Regions from separate parts of the Ovis aries genome. Here region 2 is linked to region 1. A link is a contact called in public Hi-C data. All regions are on one chromosome and are shown on one strand. Each heading gives the region's core, a stretch centred on a gene start, on an enhancer-like site or on the middle of the called end of the contact. The rest is flanking DNA. Distances are from core to core; before and after follow the strand shown. Region 1 overlaps COL6A3 (collagen type VI alpha 3 chain). Region 2 has its middle 87 kb from the start of TRNAC-ACA.

Evidence for each region. A called contact is a pair of places that touch in the nucleus more often than the background predicts.
Region 2: a contact with region 1 is called in a Hi-C map of tail adipose tissue, with 2.0 times the contacts expected there. The contact joins two enhancer-like sites. A contact is called at or near these places in 3 of 16 Hi-C or Micro-C datasets (skin fibroblasts and tail adipose tissue).

What each region holds. Positions count from the first base shown.
Region 1 is chr1:3,858,261-3,860,940 of ARS-UI_Ramb_v3.0, forward strand. It overlaps COL6A3 (collagen type VI alpha 3 chain), which reads left to right. Exons shown (of 41, transcript XM_060414453.1): 39 at 795-893. Among named protein-coding and RNA genes, the nearest start is that of COL6A3, 82 kb to the left of the region's middle. Within about 2 kb of position 1,366, at least 3 of the 54 cell types and tissues checked have an H3K27ac peak or open chromatin away from gene starts, as enhancers often do. A contact at or near this core is called in tail adipose tissue, where this site is marked.
Region 2 is chr1:3,956,901-3,959,580 of ARS-UI_Ramb_v3.0, forward strand. No RefSeq gene overlaps it. Among named protein-coding and RNA genes, the nearest start is that of TRNAC-ACA, 87 kb to the right of the region's middle. Within about 2 kb of position 1,346, at least 6 of the 54 cell types and tissues checked have an H3K27ac peak or open chromatin away from gene starts, as enhancers often do. A contact at or near this core is called in tail adipose tissue, where this site is marked.

The sequences.
Region 1 (2,680 bases), core at 116-2,615:
AGCCACTTCCCAGGGAGGAGGAAATATGCCCGCGGAACCTGGCTGGGTCTCAGCCACCCGCCGTGCCTGAGCGTCAGAGGCATGTTTTCGTGTTCAGTGAACGGAAAACACCCCAGTCGCGCTCCGTAGGGAGTAACCAGAGAGCCCTTGGAGCTGCACCGTCCCAGCACTGCGGGACGTCCACAGCCCTGCAGAAAGGGCACCGGCGTGCCCCTCCCCTGGGCCCAGGGTGTCCTGCTCTGCCCTCTGCCGTGTGGGCCCCGTGGTGCCCGTGCTGCCCCGGGGTTTGCCCTTGCGTGCTTTCCCGGTCTCTGTTCAGGACAATGCCCCACCCCCAAGTTCTCCTGGACACCCCTCCCTTAGCCCCGGCTCTTCTCCACCCCTGCCGCACCTGGGACGTGGAGGGGGAGGCTCCCACTCTTTTCCCCTGGGCCAGTGTCATTCACATCAAGGAACTATGAATGAGGATGGGCAGTTCCCATCTGTTACCATGCAACGCAGAAAGATATGAGTCCAAAGACCATTCAGCCCCAGGGCTCTGTTTCCTAGGATGGAAACAGCAGAAGTTACGTGGAAACTGTGAGGACCTGTCCCAAGTTCAGAGGCTCTCTGTTTGCTTGATGAGATGAATCAGACGTGCAGACACCGGATAGGAGTCATGTGTGTAGAGACTTCTTGGGGCTCTGTGTCTCAGTGGCCCATGCTTACATAAGACATGATCCAGAAAAGCAAGCCTGCCTCAGTCTCTTACTTTTCCAAATTACTTACTAGGGGTGAATCTTTTTCTTTTTCAGAGAAAATTCAGCTTCCACCTCCGCAAGCAGAGCGGTCAGCTTCTAGTGCAACCGTCAACCTAGTGGTGAGCACAGACCGGTTGGCTGGGAGTAAAGCAGGTGAGCCGTTGAAAACCTTAGGTGCATTGCAGCGCTAAGAAAGCATTCTTGGGGCTATGCTGGTGGGTTCAGTGGTTAAGACTCCGTCTTTCCACGGCAGGGGGCATGAGTTGGATTCCTGGTTGGGAAGCTAAGATCCCACGTGCTGTGTGGTGAGGCCAAACATTGAAAACAAAAGCGGAGCTAAAAGCAGAACTCCACGGCCCATTCATACTTAAAAGGAGAAAGTCCAGTAAATCATACTATTTTTTTAAAAAAGAGAATTCTTCCGAACAGTTTAATCTGCTGGGGTTCTAATTCTCAGACCAGGAGTGACTTGTATGGAGAATGTTCCAAAGTGGCTCTGTGTGGTCCATCCTGGTCTTAACTTCCATATTCCAAGTTCCAAATGGTGACTTACCTTGCCTGTCCCGAGGTTCTTAGAAAAAGCTGACCAAGGGCGGCTTTGGGGAACTGTAGCCAGGAACTCATGAGTCCCTTAGTCATTTCCCCAGTGCCTCATCTTGGGACTTGAGTTTATTTGTGATCTGTGATGCAGCACAGCATAGGGTTTCATCTGCACAGTGATTTAATTTAATAAGAAACTACTCAGAAGAACACGAGACAGCTCAGTTTGGAATCCATGAAATTCGCGGGTTTGGAAGTGACCCACGGGGTCGCTGCTCTGGTCCCAGTTCCCTCTGCATATACCCTGGCTTAATCGAGCCTACCCTTCTCTTGGGCCTGAGCCAAGCATGTGCATGCTCTATGTGAAATCTGTGACAAGTTAGACGTGTTTCTGGAAGTGACAGCTGTTTCTTGTTTTTCTTCCTGGGCAGTGGAACTCTGGGTGACCCATAACCTCTCCAGGGGAACGTGAGCTGTGATTGTTCATCTGTGGGAAACGGTTATTGAAATGGCCAATATGCTTTGCTTAAGAGTATTCTGCCAAAGATATTGGTATTAATTCCACAGTCAAATTCCATGGGATTTAGATACCTTATTGGTTTATAGACCCCAAAGCAAAGGGTTTCCACTAATTATGGGGACAGTTTGTTAGTTTTGAAATTAATATGTTGGCTCCAGAGGATGAGCTAGTTAGATAGCATCACTGACTCAATGGACATGAATCTGAGCAAACTCTGGGAGATGGTGAAGGACAGGGAAGCCTGGTGTGCTGCAGTCAATGGAGTCACAAAGAGTTGGACAGGATTTAGCCACTGAACAACAACAACCTATTGGCCTCAGTCAGGAGGAGGAAGGTGTATTTCTTTATAGAGTTTGTTTCTCTTATGGATTAGGGTGAAAGGCATTTCTTGGGTGCTAAGCCGCTTTTGTAGATCCTAGCTGTAAAAGCAGCTGTGCTTTCCCACTTTGTCCTGTATCATCAGAAGCAGCAGCATGCTCATTTTTTGAGCTGTGAGGATTCCCCATTTTACTCTTTCCATTGCAAGTTTTAAAATGATCCTTGTTTCTCCACCTCACCCTTCTTGTAGAGTCTGTATCCTAGCTCACCTGCGTTTAAGTGAAGCTGGGTGGTTTCCTCCTCCACACCTCCATCTCTTTGGGCCTGCTTGGAAATATAGGACTTGGTTCTTTTAGTTGTTTCTGGAGGAGTCTTGTCTTTTACTATGATAGTATTTTATTCCATTGAATACGGGACTTTCCCCCGTCCGTGTATACATGTGTATATATCTACATCTGTATTTTCACATTTATCTATCATCTCTTAATTCAGCCATAACCCATAATGACTTTGGACATAAGGAGTTATTAGAGAGAAGATAATGAAGTCAATACAGGAATTA
Region 2 (2,680 bases), core at 96-2,595, 99 kb after region 1:
CACGGAGATGTTCCAGGTCACCAGGCACTTTGGTAGAGCCACTTCCCTGTGTATATACACTTGTCACGGTGGCATATATAAACAAGTATTTCTTTTAAGTCTATGGGAGAATATTTCTCCTTCTCTGTGTCTGCTTGAGCTGAGTTAAAGCCCTGAGTACATCATTTTCTATTTGAAAGGTGTCTAGCATAGTAAGAAGCAACTACAAACCTCATCTTTGAAAGTTGCAAGTATCTGGAGGATGAGGGGTTTCTTAGAAGATTTGGAAATATATCTTCTGGCCCTTTATAGAGTTGGTGCTGTGCTGTGCTTAGTCACTCAGTCGACTCCATGGACTGCAGCCCACCAGGCTCCTCTGTCCCTGGAGATTCTCCAGGCAAGAATCCTGGAGTGGGTTGCCATGCCCTCTTCCAGGGGATCTTCCCAACTCAGGGATCGAACCCAGGTCTCCCGCATTGCAGGTGGATTCTTTACCATCTGAGCCACCAGGGAAGCCCAAGAATACTGGAGTGGGTAGCCTATTCCTTCTCCAGGGAGCTTCCCGACCCAGGAATCGAACCGGGGTCTCCTGCATTGCCGGTGGATTCTTTACCAGCTGAGCTACCAAGGAGTTGGTAATCCATGGCTTATGCCCAGTTATAATAGGTATCAGGGTGGCCGCTTAAATGGAAAGAGAGCCTCGTCATTCCATGAGCATTATTGTCAAGGTAAAATGAACAGATTTAGCTCGTAAAGAAACAATGCAACTTCTTTAGATCCAGATAGTTTATACCTTACAAAGACAAAAAGCAAAGCATACCACCTCCCCTTGCCCCTTGTCCCACAGGATGATACCAAAACAGTGGGGAGCAGGTGACAACATATGAGTCATGGGGCCCTGTTGCCGAGAGACCTGTTTCGTGCTGCATCCAGGCAGTTACACTGACTGTAGCTGGACCCTAAAGGAGGTGGTTGGGGACAGAGTGTGGACAGGGAGAAGGGAGCCTCATACCTCCTCAGAACACAGGAGGCGATGAGAAACTGCCCCATGAGCGGGGAAGAGCCTGGTAATAGCTCCTCACAAAGCTCCTGTGCTCTCATATTCTGGTTGGATCACAGGAGTTCTGCTAAGGTCCACATTAACTGTGATAGCACTTTGCCCACACAGCCCATGTGGAGACGTGCAAGGCCACCAGGCACCCCCTGCTGGAGCCACTTCCAGGCATTTATTGTTCCATCCATTCCTGCTGACAGCAGAAAGATCATTTGATTTCCAGGCAAGGAACTTCCTCCAGGGACTCCGAGTTCACTGGTTCAGAAGCTCTGAGTACAGCTTGTTCATCTAACACTAGCCAGCAGGGCGGTCAGGAGGGATTATTGACTCTCGCTGTCATCAGGGGCCAGGGCTGCTGATAAGGATCTCTGGAGCCTCAGTGTGGGCTGAAACAACTTCCAGTGCTTTCAGGCCAGCAATGTAAGTAACAGATAATGGCAGCAATCCTGACCTGCAGGAGGCAAGGGAGCCTCACCTCACACCCTTCTGGGGGAGATCTGGGTCGTTTGAGCAGGCAGTCAACTGAGACTGGTCAAAGCAAGTGGTAGCCAAAAGCAAGTGACTTCTGGATAGGGTGATAAAGGTAGGAGGTGATGGACGGGGAAGGTAGGAGGTGAAGGATGGGAAAGGTAGGAGGTGATAAATGGTGTTGGGGCTCTGGGTCAATGGAAGCAGTGGGGCTGTACTTTGTTCCACTAACTGTGGATGCTAAATCTTGAAGACTCATTTCTGGTTGGACTGAATGTGAAGGGCAGGAGAGGAAGCGAAGAGTGCAAGGGGGTTATGAACAGACAGCTCTGGGCTCCTTCCACACCTTCTTGGCCTCACCTAGATCCCAGCTGTGACTGATCGGAAGTCCTGAGAGGGCTCCCATCATGTTTCACAGACAGCTCTGACCTCAAGCATGAGCCCACATCCTTCATGCTCTGCCTTGGGCTCCCACAGAGTTGTGGATGTGGCTGGTCCCCACGTGGCGCACGTGTAAGAGCAGCCTAGAAGGGGGAGCGTAGTCGTGCCCCGGAGGGCACCCGAGGCAGCAGGAAACATAAGTAAGTGTTGTCCATTTTGATCCCGGAGGCAGGGGCAGTGTTTGGACAATTCTAACAGGCATTCTGCATGCTGAGGTCCTGGTAGGATTGAGCACCAGCTGCCACAAAAGAGACCCTCATAATGCACTTTACCTGGACTTCCATTTTCTTCCTCCACATCACGCTTCCTGCTCACTTATATTCTCTGAGAGCACAGCTCATATAGAATTTCTGTGCTTAAGTCCTTGGGTCCGGCTCTGATTTCAGGGCTAGTGCGTTGGAGAGCAAGCCAGGCTGGGTGCTGTCTTTCCCACAGGTGGGCTGACAGGTCAAAAAGGCCAGCCAGGCGATGTGGTCAGATAGGACATGCGCAGTGAGGCAGCCGAGCTTGTGATGCGGGTGGACACTGTGAGAGACAACTTGTGAACCCTTGCTCACTTTGGTCCCATGTGCCCACCTCGGGGCATGAGCTCTCACCCCTCCCAGTCTCTCTCCTGAGCTCTGGAAATGCACTGAAACATCCATCCAGGCACATGTCCAGACTGAAAGTGTCCTCTTCCAAAGTCACATCTCCCTAGGAGCTCCTGATGCTGCTCCATTCATGTTTTTTCAGTCTCAT